3 separate regions of the Mus musculus genome follow, and regions 1 and 2 are each linked to region 3. The links are chromatin contacts, called in public targeted proximity ligation maps. All regions are on one chromosome and are shown on one strand. The core of a region is the stretch at or near the end of the contact, and the rest is flanking DNA. Distances in the headings are between cores, read along the strand shown. Region 1 holds the start of Klc2 (kinesin light chain 2). Region 2 holds the start of Yif1a (Yip1 interacting factor homolog A (S. cerevisiae)). Region 3 overlaps Pacs1 (phosphofurin acidic cluster sorting protein 1).

The links.
Region 1: a targeted proximity ligation map of bone marrow-derived macrophages shows a contact between it and region 3, with 2.4 times the contacts expected there. A contact is called at or near these places in 6 of 39 promoter capture datasets (the 3T3-L1 cell line, cranial neural crest, embryonic stem cells and 3 more), 10 of 130 datasets of targeted methods (the NIH/3T3 cell line, the SCID.adh cell line, VIP interneurons and 5 more) and 3 of 9 other capture datasets (adipose tissue, liver and pancreatic islet).
Region 2: a contact with region 3 is called in a targeted proximity ligation map of memory CD8 T cells, with 108 read pairs. A contact is called at or near these places in 10 of 39 promoter capture datasets (the 3T3-L1 cell line, the HPC-7 cell line, the SN4741 cell line and 6 more), 1 of 484 Hi-C or Micro-C datasets (nephron progenitors), 3 of 130 datasets of targeted methods (bone marrow-derived macrophages, embryonic stem cells and memory CD8 T cells) and 2 of 9 other capture datasets (adipose tissue and pancreatic islet).

Annotation. Positions count from the first base shown.
Region 1 is chr19:5,116,765-5,121,006 of GRCm38.p6, reverse strand. It overlaps Klc2 (kinesin light chain 2), which reads left to right and starts at 2,709. Exons shown (of 16, transcript NM_008451.3): 1 at 2,709-2,885; 2 at 3,575-3,813. The coding sequence starts at 3,586. LOC115489018 (a long non-coding RNA gene) reads right to left here. Exons shown (of 2, transcript XR_003952889.1): 2 at 1,675-4,242.
Region 2 is chr19:5,085,696-5,090,125 of GRCm38.p6, reverse strand. Yif1a (Yip1 interacting factor homolog A (S. cerevisiae)) reads right to left here and starts at 1,588. Exons shown (of 8, transcript NM_026553.4): 1 at 1,378-1,588; 2 at 496-707; 3 at 250-354; 4 at 44-122. The coding sequence starts at 1,408.
Region 3 is chr19:5,255,602-5,259,412 of GRCm38.p6, reverse strand. All of the region lies in intron 1 of Pacs1 (phosphofurin acidic cluster sorting protein 1), which reads left to right. Among named protein-coding and RNA genes, the nearest start is that of Pacs1, 16 kb to the left of the region's middle.

The DNA.
Region 1 (4,242 bases), core at 1,460-3,959, 140 kb after region 3:
TCCACTATGTTCATAGCAGCCTTATTTATAATAGCCAGAAGCTGGAAAGAACCCAGATGCCCCTCAACAGAGGAATGGATACAGAAAATGTGGTACATTTACACAATGGAGTACTACTCAGCTATTAAAAAGAATGAATTTATGAAATTCCTAGGCAAATGGATGGACCTGGAGGGCATCATCCTGAGTGAGGTAACCCAATCACAAAAGAACTCAAATGATATGTACTCACTGATAAGTGGATATTAGCCCAGAAACTTAGGATACCCAAGATATAAGATACAATTTACTAAACGCATGAAACTCAAGAAGAACGAAGACCAAAGTGTGGACACTTTGCCCCTTCTTAGAAATGGGAACAAAACACCCATGGAAGGAGTTACAAAGTTTGGAGCTGTGATGAAAGGATGAACCATCTAGTGATTGCCGTATCCATGGATCCACCCCATAATCAGCTTCCAAACGCTGACACCATTGCATACACTAGCAAGATTTTGCTGAAAGGACCCAGATATAGTTGTCTCTTGTGAGACTATGCCGGGGCCTAGCAAACACAGAAGTGGATGCTCACAGTCAGCTATTAAATGGATCACAGGGCCCCCAATGGAGGAGCTAAAGAAAGTACCCAAGGAGCTAAAGAGAACTGCAACCCTATAGGTGGAACAACAGTATGAACTAACCAGTACCCCAGAGCTCTTGTCTCTAGCTGCATATGTATCAAAAGATGGCCTAGTCGGCCATCACTGAAAAGAGAGGCCCATCGGACTTGCAAACTTTATATGCCCCAGTACAGGGGAACGCCAGGGCCAAAAAGGGGGAGTGGGTGGGTAGGGGAGTGGGGGGGTGGGTATGGGGGACTTTTGGTATAGCATTGGAAATGTAAATGAGGAAAATACCTTAAAAAAAAAAAAGACAAACCCCAGGTCCCTGAGATGCCTATAGACTTGTCAACTGAGAAGTTGGCTGAGGGTGGTGCTGGCCCCTTGTTACAGAAAATGAGACCAAATGTAGGTTTGGAAGGACTAGTCAGGGGCAAGTGTATCTCTCTGACTTTTTTTTTTCCTTTCTGATTTTTGTTTTGTTTGTTTTGTTTTGTTTTTCAAGACAGGGTTTCTCTGTATAGCCCTGGCTGTCCTGGAACTCACTTTGTAGACCAGGCTGGCCTCAAACTCAGAAATCCACCTGCCTCTGCCTTCTAAGTGCTGGGATTAAAGGCGTGCACCAACCACGCCTGGCTTTCTGATTTATTTTTTATGTGTATGAGTGTTTCACTTGCAAGTATGTGTGTGTACCACATGAGTTCCTAGTGCCTGCTGAACTCAGATGGCGGTATCTATCGATGCCCTGGAAATGGTAAAGATGGTTGTGAGCCAATGGGTGCTGCAAATGAAACTCAAGTCCTGAGCAGGAGAAACAAATGCTCTTCACCACCGAGGCATCCTTTCAGCCATCCCCTCCCCTCCGCACGCTTTGTAAGGTAGCCGTCTACTGATTGCTACCACATTCTCTATCTACCCCAGGCCCCAGCCAACAGGTGATGACCTACATTCCAGAAGGCAAAACAAGAAAAATGTTAGAAAGGCCGATGTTGTGTCAGCACCAAGTGGGTGTGGAGTAGAGATGGGAAGAGTACTGTAGAATCTAGTGGGATAGGGACCAAAGAGGCCGTCCTAGTTAGAGTTAATATTGCTGTGTGGAAACACAGTGACCAAAAGGGTTTATTTGGTGCACTCTTCATCCAGTGAAGGAAGTCAGGACAGGCACCCAGAGAGAACAGAACCCAGAGAAAGGAGCTGATGCAGAGCCCATGAAGGAGTGCTGCTTCTGGGCTTGCCCTCTGAACTTGCTCAGAACTGCCTTCTGGCCTCACCTACCCTGGCCTGGGCCCTCCCACAACAATCAGTAAGAAAACAGGTTTTCCTGCAGCCCGATCCTATGGCAGCATCTTCTCAGCCGAGATTCCCATCTGTTCAATGACCCTAGTTTGTGTCAAGTTGACATAAAACTATCTAGCACAGAGGTCTTTCCTTCCGAGTTGGTGACACCCAATCTGAGGCCCCCCAATGACACCACCACAATCCAAAGGCACTCGTCTGACCTCCTTATCTGGTCAGCAGTATCCACCCAGATATTCCCCTCAGGGGCGTGGATCTTCTCCCTTCTCCACCGACCTCCACACGCTCCTTCCCACCCAATTCTCCTTTTTAACCAGAAGCCTCCTTCTGTTCCCTCACAAAGCAAACCTAGATGCTGAGAATTCCCTACAGGCACAGTCACCTCCGAAGCCGGTAAGAGGTGCGTCTCTAGAGCGCGGAGGGGGCTGGGGGGTCAGATGTGTGAGAGGTGGGTAATGGCAACACCCACCTCACCAGCCCTTTGTGAGCATTAAGTCAATGCACTAAGACATCGACAAAAACACTTGACAGTCAATCAATGTGGACCGACTCGCTCTGGAATCTGAGGAGGTCGGCCTTCTTGCTCCTCAGTCACTCTGGTCCGGGGTCGGAGCTCCGCAGAGCGCACAGACCTGGAAGCTCTGGTCCGAGGGGGCGAGTCCAGCCACGCCCCTCTGCGTCCCGTCTGGGCTGGCCCCACCCCGAAGCCGGCCAGGCCTGCGGGGCCCCTTTAAGGCAGCGAGCTGGCCGGCTGGAGCGTGTTTCGCCCCCTCCGACGCCGCCGAGGTAGCGGCTTCACCTTTAAGGCGGCGCGGGGACTGCTGGGAAGGCCGGCGGGATGGAGGCAGCGAGACGAGCTCACGGTCGAGGATCCGGGTGAAGCGGGACAGGAGCAGGAGCCGGAGCCGGGCCAAAGCAGAAGGTGCAGGTCGGCGCCGGCCGGTTGGGCCGGGAGACCCAGTCAAGCCGGACAGTGAGGAGCGGTTGCAGGTCGGCCTAGAGGAGGAGTCGTCGTGGTCGTGGGCGCGGCCTGTGGGAGGACCCGACCGGCCCGCGGGGAGGGGGCGCGGTCCCGGGCTGGGGCTGGGAATCCGGCCTTTTCTAGGGAGGGTCTGCGGGCCTCAGGCCAGCCTGCGGGAGGGGTCGTTGTGGGCGCGGCCTGAAGAGACCTGTCCCGAAACTAAAGACCGCAGTCTCCCCGGAGCGGCGGGGGCGGGGACGGGGTGGCGGGGCTCGGTCGGCCCTGGGGGAGGGGCTCGTGGTTCCGCTTGCCCTGGGAAAGGGGCTGTCGCCAGGGCTGAGACCCAGTTGCCCGGAGAGCCTGTGGCGTCTGACTTGGGAACGCCTTGCAATGCCCTAGTGCTCTGTGTACCGATTAGGACAGTTCCGAATAACTCTCGAAGATGGGCTTTAGATCAACTGGCCTGAGCCGGTGGTCTGGGGCGGAATCGGGGTCCAGCCTCACTTCAGTCACACCGCATTGCGTCTCCCTAGGCTAGACGAGCCTGGCGCGCCCCCTGTAGGCCGCGTGCTGGCACGGCGAGGACTGCGGGCTGAGGGATCTGGACATCCATAGGGACCTAGGCGTCCGGGGACCTCCCGGTGTTTACCTAACTTGGGGTGGACGGCGGTGTGGCCCTAGGCCTGGCGTCCGCCTGCCCCACCCCTTGCCTCCACAGACGGCACGACCATGGCCACGATGGTGCTTCCTCGAGAGGAGAAGCTGAGTCAGGACGAGATAGTGCTGGGCACCAAGGCGGTGATCCAGGGTTTAGAGACCCTGAGAGGGGAGCATCGTGCCCTGCTAGCTCCCCTAGCTTCTCATGAAGCAGGCGAGGCCGAGCCGGGCTCACAGGAGCGCTGCCTCCTCCTGCGCCGCTCCCTGGAGGCCATCGAGCTGGGGCTTGGGGAGGCTCAGGTAGGTCAGTGTTGGGGCTGTGGTGGAAGATTACCCGAAGGGCCCTGGTGATGTAGGAACACCCTCAGCAAGGAAACACAAGTCTTTCAGAGCGTCACGTTAGGACAATAAGCAACGTTCAATGAATACACTTTGGAAATGCCAGCCCTGCGCCCTGCCCCAACGGGCACCCTTACCTCACACTGAGCTATGCCATTCAGGCCTCATTCTACCTAACAGACTGGGATGACAGAAGAAAGCAGAAATACTTTAGTAACCTCCCCTCACAATACAATTATGCATGAATTCATTAAGTTGTATAGCTTCTCACTTACTGTGTGCTGAGCTACAGTGTGTTAATGCTCAGGATGCAGATTGAATGCAGACAAGGTCTGTGTCCTCCCTAGGCATGGTATCTGCAATCCCAGCTCTTGAGAGGTGAAGGCAGTA
Region 2 (4,430 bases), core at 339-2,838, 170 kb after region 3:
GCACAAGTCCCCTTTGTGGCCAAGCCCCACATCAGAGACTCACTGGGGATATAGAGGTCAGGGGCATTGAGATCTTTCCGCGGGGGCAGAGGCACATCATGGCTGTATTGCATTTTCCAGTTCTGGCCGTGGCGAGGTGGTCGGGTAAACAGGAGCAGAGAGAAAGAGAGAGAGGGTTGAGATCTGATGATCAGTCAGGTTATCCGCGAGTGGGGAGAGGCTGGCCAGCTCTCCTGGTGGGAAGCTCACCTGATGTGTGTATGGGAAGACCAATAGCCCTAGCTTCTTAGCGACATAGGCTGTGTCCACAGCAAAAAAATACTTGAGTTTGTTCACGGACACAAAACGGTGCAGCTGGAAGTAAAGAGAAGAGGCTATGGATGAGCCCTACCGTGATCCTTCCTAAAGGATGCCTGGGGAGTAAGATGGGATCCTGTGACACCCCAACCCTGGCCAGAAGCCCTGCCTCCCTCCTCCCGGGAGCCCAGGGCACACCTCTTTGTGCACTATGTCCTTCCCTTGGGATGCTATGGAGGTGCCATAGGCCATTGCCATATTGGCCACTGGGTCTCCAAGCAGGTTGTTGACACTGAAGGCTACATCAGCTCCTGGGGCTGGGTATCCGCCCAGTTGGCTGGAATAACCACCACTTGTATCATCGAAGAGTGGAGGAGGGTCTGGAGCTGCCCGGGTCCTATGCTTGGAACCTGCAGGTGTGAGAGGACCAAAGTAGATTACAGAATTACAGAGCAAGAACCCAGACCACTGCCCTTTCCCCAGGCTGGGAAGCTGTGCATAGGTCCTAAGGCACCGAACAATTGAGGAAAAGGCAGGATGAGTTTTAAAGTCGATCTCCTATCCTTCGGGGGGTCAGGGTGGGGGATCATTTACTGCATGCAGTGGGAAAGGTGTGCCTAAACATGGCTACCCATTTGGGGTTTCTAGGAAGTCTCTCAAGGGAAATGATCTCTGAGTACTAGCGAGTGAAAAGACGTTTGCTTGGGCACAATCACCGCAAAGACATTCCTTGACTTAACACAGGTAGAAAAGGCAATATTGGCTATTCGGAGTCCCTGGACAGTGGTCAGGAATGCTGCCCGAGTTGTAAGAGGGAAAGGAAGTTCTGGAGGCAAATTCGGTACAAGCAGGATTAGACTTGAGGATCCCAGTAGTGCTGTCGCAGCCTGATCTCAGGACTGGCTAGTAAGGGCGAAGTCCAGGACACGCTGCAGTGTGGCAGGGCAGGAACCCGAGAGACACTCTCCCCGCCCTGGGCAGCGGTCACTGCAGACCCTCTCCAACAGAACCAGTGGGTCTCTCAGCGTATTTGGCTCCCCGCTGCCAGGCCGCGCCCCGCCCTCCCCACTCCTCACGCACCGTGGACTCCATATGCCGAATGGTAAGCCATGGCCGTGACGTTCGCTCTACCCAAGGGTCGTGGGTACTTCGCTGAGTCGTGGGTACGAACACTACTGAAACAGCTACTTCTCTTGCCTGGTCCTGACCGAAGTTACCCGACGGCCCGACACGTCCCAGGGCTGTCCGATCGCGGCCGCCATGTCCTTGGCGTCACACTTCGCTGTCTACCATTGGCTCGTCGGAAGAGCTGGTTCTCCCCCTTTACACTTTCAATTGGCTACTGGTGAGCTCTCTTCCAATCGGGTTTTGTCATATTCAACTTCCGACAGATAGGGGGCGGAGCTACTCAAGATGTTCTCGGATTGACTAGTAGGCTGGCTAATTTGCGGCGCTACCAGCCAATAGGTGAGAAGGAGTTGTAACTTAGTTCCGCGTCTGCGCCAAGAGGCGCTTGACGCTCCTTGCCACGACTACGCCAATAGGAAGATTAAAGTCCTGACCGACCCAACTAGTCAGGGCACAAAGCTGGCTCCGCCGCAATGCAGTCCAAGAGGAATGCGGCGGTCGGTCAAGCTCTGACTGATCCCTGCCCCTACTCTGTGCTCTTTCCTCCAATTCACTCCATCCTGTTTTGGAGCTCCGGCCTGCTAGAAATTGTTGTTGTTGCCCGCACCGGGAGAGTGACAGCGCGGCCCTGAGCCCTGGAACGCTGACTCCTCCTCCGCCCTCCCACTCCTTTCAGAACTGGTGCTGTCCGTCGGCTGGTGCTGAAAATGCCCTGTAGAGTCCGCCGCTGGGCTCATCCCCGAGGGCCTCTGCTGGGAGGGTTTGGAATCGCGCTCAATACGTTATGCACACACGCACTCACACGCACACACGCGCTCACGCATGGGGCAGGAGACAGAAACTGAGACCACCCAGAAGATACGAAGTCCTGGTGGTATACATGGGACAGGAATCTGTACTGGGCCTTGTTCCATCGCTTTCTCCAGTGGTCCGGGAGATTTGGGAGGCAGAGGTGTAGTGACCTGTCTCCTGAAGGTCTCCTGAGTCATCACCAGTCCTGTGATCTCCAAGTGAGGCCCGTAAGCTTCACTCCTAGTCTCCTAGGCTCTTTTCTTCCCACCCAGGCTGTAACCACTCCCATCGTCGCTGGAGACAATCCCTCCAAGGGTCCCTCTCTCACAGACTGTCAGGTACTATTCTCTAGATAGCATGACACACCCTCGGATACTTACAGCTGACTAACTACTCAGCGTTTAGTTGCATAAGGTCAGACTTTTCTGATCCCCAAACTCAGCCCATGCTGTCCAACAGCTGCTTTTGCTCCTCCGCCTGGGATGCGGGAGATATGCCTTTCCCTTTTTATCCATTTGTCCAAATCCTTTAAGAGTCATGTTAGCTTGCTTGTGAGATGGCTCAGCAGACTGCCAAGCCTGAGAACCTAAATTCAATTCCCAGACGGTGGAAGAAGAGAGCCAACTCCGAAAAATCTTCCTCCGATTTGTACACTCGAGCTATGTTAAAGTGCACCTCTTTGCACCATCCCGCCCAGAGAGAGATACACAGAACAAATACATTTAACATGTAATTAATTTTGGGGGGGGGGGGAGATCGGGACTGGAGAGATGGCTCAGTGGTTAAGAGCATTGGCTGACTGCTCTCCGAAGGTCCCAGCAACCACACAATGGCTCACAACTATCTATACAGCTATTGTGTATTGTATATATAAAATAAATAAATAAATCTTGCCAGTTGTGGATGCGTACGCCGGTAGGATTTGGTGAAGGAGGCAGAGGCAGGAGGATCACGAGTTCAAGGCCAGCCTACAAAATCACGAGTTCGAGGTCTACAAAATAGTTCCAGGACAACCAGGGCTATACAGAGAAACCCTGTCTCAGAAAAAAAAAAAAAAAAAAACAACCAACCAAACAAACAAACAATCAAAAAAACCCAGAGGTCCTGACTTCAATTCCCAGAAACCACATGGTGGCTCACAACCATCTGTAATGGGATCTGATGCCCTCTTCTGGCATGCAGGTGTACGTGCAGATAGAGCACTCATACATAAAATAAATACACCTTTAAAAAATAAAAATAAAAGGGGGGATCACTTTAGCCCTTACAGAGGGACAAAGGGAACGGAGGCTTGACCATGGCCCAGAGTGATGGCTAGAGTCTGGGTTCTAAACCCCTCTTTAATCAGATTTTCCCTGAATATTTTCCATGAGGACAGGAACTATGTCATTCCTAACACCTATCTATGTCTTCCTAGTGCCCAGGCACACTAACTACATATAGACAATAGCCAGAAAACATTTAGGCCCAATAAGTAAACAAATGGGTGCGGTTGGAGAGATGGTCGCTCTTCCAAAGGACCTGCTTAGATTCCCATTATTCACTCAGCAGCTCACAACCATCTATCATTCCAGTTCCAGGGGATCGAACACCCTCCTCTGCCCTCTGTGGGCACTGCTTGTATGTGGTGTACAGACAAACATACAGGCAAAACACATATAAAATAAAATAGTAATTTTAAAAGTAAACACAAAATAAGCAAAGATGGAGGACAGTGAAATATACTTTTAGTCCCAGCTCAGGAGGCAGAGGTAGGTGAATCTCTGAATTTGAGGCCTCTGAAATGTGAGAAACCAGCCCCGTGAGCTATACACACCTGAGAAAAGGGTGTCCCATGCAGGGCAAACCTATCACACACACACCCCGCCCCCGCCTGGCCTAAACATGCTAGTGACTTTAATCCAACATATTATCATTCCCATTTCTCAGATAGAAAGGCTGAGTTTATGGCTTGAACATGCTGGTCAAAAGTCGCGCAGCCTAGAGTTCCTGGTGCCCTGGCTCCAGCCCACCAGCCTGTAATCCAGCAGATGAGACTGTCTTTCCCTTCTGGGTATTAACTGTCAACAAGCAAAGCTTATGGGGTGAAGTCTGGGTGGGCTTAGTGCTGGGCCTATTCCCTAGAGAGGAACCTGCGGACGTCCACCCACCATGGCCGTCTTCATTACTCAGTTGGGGAGACTCGGGTGCCGCAGAGCAAGGACTCGCCCAAG
Region 3 (3,811 bases), core at 798-3,297:
GGGAGACAAACAATAAACCATCAAGTAATTTGATCTGTAATAATGGTCGGACAGTGAGTGTTGCCACTATCTGTGTGGTCATTGGGAAGGTTGGGGATTGGCTGCTTCTGATGGACAGGCTAGTCAGGAATGCTTCTGGTGAGTTGTATGCAGTGGATCTTAGTACCTGAGATTGCATGCCTCAGAAGAAGTCAGGACTCTTTGAGAAGGTGTTTTGTTTTTGTTTTATGAGACAAAACATTTCCTTCCTTTTTTTCTTTTCTCTTCTTTCTTTTCTTTTTCTTCTTTCTTTCTTTTTTTGTTTACTGTGCATCAAAATTTTTATTAACATTTTAAACAGAGGTTCAGCTATTACTGAAACTTGTAATTTCTAAACTTAAATAGGGGCAAATGGTTATAGTGCAGAATAATGCCATTACTGCCTCCTGGGAATGCAGACTGAAAATTAATAACTACCAGATGCAGCAGTGACTCTTTCTGAATGTTGTAATCAGAAAAAATGTGGCCATCTTCTAGCTGCTTGCCTGAAAAGGTGAGCCCGTGCTGTTGGTGGTGGAGTACCCTTTTCATCCTAGGTCTTGGCCTTCACAGTCTCAGTGGTGTCTCTGGGCTCAACTTCTGGGCAACGGTCTTGTTGGCCAGGGTCTTCATAAAGATTTGCATTTTGACCTGCTACTGAATGTGATGAAACTGCAAATGGCCAAGTCCTTGACAACTAGATGTAAAAGCTGCCAAACCAGAGGAAGGAAGCTTCTCACCACTCTTGGGGAGACCTACCTACCTACCTCTCTCTCTCTCTCTCTCTCTCTCTCTCTTTCTTTTTTTTTTTTTTTTCCTTCTGAGACTTGGGTTTATCTGTGTAGCCCTGGCTGTCCTGGAACTCACTTTGTAGACCAGGCTGGCCTCGAACTCAGAAATCTGCCTGCCTCTGCCTCCCTTAGCCACCCAGTTTAGATGAGCAGAGCTGGCATTCTCAAGTCAGAAGAAGGGTTTCTATAGAAATGTGTCTCTCTAAGCTTTGGCTGCTCTCACAGCTGACAGCACTATGGGCCACTTTATGCCTTGTTGGATGGAATGCTGTTCTCACGTCACTATGGGCACTGTGGGGATGCTTAATATAGTGACTGTGAGTTTGGGTTTTAGAATCCTCCTGGCTTTGAATTTTGACTCTGCTGTTTAGTATTTGAGTAACTTTGAGCAAATTATTTAACCTTTCTAATGTTTCCATTTTATCAACTATAAAATGGGTATAATAATTATTTCACAGAGCTGTGAGAATTAAGGTAGGATTAATACATGTTAATTACATGTGTTGCACATAGAAAATTAATTCTTTCTACTGTCCTTGATTGCCAATTAATTTCTTTCATTTCTCTCTCTCTCTCTCTTTTTTTTTTTTTTTTTTTTTGGTTTTTCGAGACAGGGTTTCTCTGTGTAGTCCTGGCTGTCCTGGAACTCACTTTGTAGACCAGGCTGGCCTCGAACTCAGAAATCTGCTTGCCTCTGCCTCCCAAGTGCTGGGATTAAAGGCGAGCACCACCAACGCCCGGCTCTCTCTCTCTTTTAAAGACAGGTTCTCACTGTTTGCTTTGGCTGTCCTTGAATGTACTGTGCAGCCCAGGCTAGCCTGAAACTCACAGAGATCCACTAGCCTCTGCCTCCTGAGTGCAGGGTTTAAAGGTGTGTGCTATCCTGTCATGAGATTCTGATTGGGACTATTGCAAGACTGTGGGTTAATTTCTGCTTGCTTGCTTGCTGGCTGGCTGGCTTGCTTGCTTGCTTGCTTTTTACTTGGTCTTTCTGTATATCCCAGACTGGCCTAGAACTCTCCATCTTCCAGCCTCAGTCTCTCAAATACTGGGATTACAGAGGAGCACCACTGTTCTTGATTGAATTCACCTTAGGCACAGATCCTGCCAGCCCTCAAGCATATTAAACTAAAAAGCTAAAACAAAGTATTTTGGTCTGAAGAGGTGGCAGGGTTGGGATCCTGTTGCTACATCTTGCTTACTTACATGAACGGAAGAGATGGCTCAAGCCCCGCCTGCAAACCACAACTTTGTTTTGATCCAGTTTGACTTGACAGCTTCTCTATTTTACCTGCTGACTTCTGTAGCTTTTATTTGGCAGCCAGAAAAGCAACTAAACCGGTTTACAGCTCACAGTTTAGTCAAAGAAAGCTGAGCTACTCTAAAGGAAAGTAAGGATTTAAGTTGGAGTTGATACTTTTCTTTTGTCTCCTTAAGTTTTCCTTTTTGTTTCAAACTACAGAAAAATTGTATTCTCCTTTTTCAGAAGAAATGTGATAGCCTATGACCTCTCCTGAAGCTTTGTTTGAGTGTATTTTTTTTCTTTTTTCTTTTCTTCTCTCTTTGGTTTCCTTCCCCCTTCGTTCCTCTTCTCTCATTACTTCCTCATCATCCGTGTGTTCTTTCTCCCTCCCCCACTCTCTTCTCTTCTCTTCTCTTCTCTTCTCTTCTCTTCTCTTCTCTTCTCTTCTCTTCTCTTCTCTTCTCTTCTCTTCTCTTCTCTCTCTTCTCCTTCTCCTTCTCCTTCTCCTTCTCCTTCTCCTTCTCCTTCTCCTTCTCCTTCTCCTTCTCCTTCTCCTTCTCCTTCTCCTCTCCTTCTCCTTCTCCTCTCCTTCTCTCCTCTCCTTCTCCTTCTCTCCTCTCCTCTCCTCTCCTCTCCTCTCCTCTCCTCTCCTCTCCTCTCCTCTCCTCTCCTCTCCTCTCCTCCTCTCCTCTCCTCCTCTTCTCTTTTCTCCTCTTCTCTCTCTCTCTCTCTCTCTTTCTTTCTTTCTTACAGAGAAGGTGTGTGCTATTATACCTGGCTTTAATTTTTTCCTTTAAGAGCACCAGACTTGGGTTAATGAGATGGCTTAGTGGGTAAGAGCACCCGACTGCTCTTCCGAAGGTCCGAAGTTCAAATCCCAGCAACCACATGGTGGCTCACAACCATCCGTAATGAGATCTGATGCCCACTTCTGGTGTGTTTGAAGACAGCTACAGTGTACTTACATATAATAAACAAACAAACAAACAAACAAACAAACAAATCTATCTTAAAAAAAAAAAAAGAAAAAAAAAGGAGCACCAGACTTTACCATTTTGCTTGGAAATCTGTGACCCTGTTATCTTGCTGCTCATTTTTAAGGATGTCTAAAGCAGACTAACCTTTCCTTGAGAGTGGATCATTTTGACTAACTGGGTTTTTCAGGACAGAGGAGCTTGCTGAATAATGACTGTGCATAGTGCATAACTATTCATGTTCATGTATTTGCTTTTGATTCTTGTCAGTACAATCTCTTTCTCCATTGCTTTTTATATGCCATTAAACAGTTAATTGAAAAATGTTAATAATGAGGGCTGAGGCTCTGGGGTAAAGTGTTACCAGGCATGTACAATGCCTGGGACTAGTCCCCAGCACTCAAACAAAACAAAGCAAAACAAAAACAAAAACAAAAAAACACAAGTAAACCAACCCCCCCCCCCCAAAAAAAAAAAGCAGATAGGAAGGAAGGACAGATTTTGAAGTTTTGACTAAGGACTGCTGGCGGTATAGCCTGAGAGTATGAGATTCAAGGCTGGGTATTTAAGAACAGTGAATAGTTTGTTTACCTCCTGGTCCAGGTTGTGCTCCAGAGAAATGGGAATTATAGAAAGTGTCTAATCTTTTGTAATCTTAGGAATCTAAAAGTACTACACTGGAGGTCATTTAGAGATAGAAATGCATGCTGTGAGTTAGCTGTGTTTGTGTTTGAGCATCGTTTGCTTGGTTATATTAGCCTTGGTTACCCCATTCCCCCTTTTTC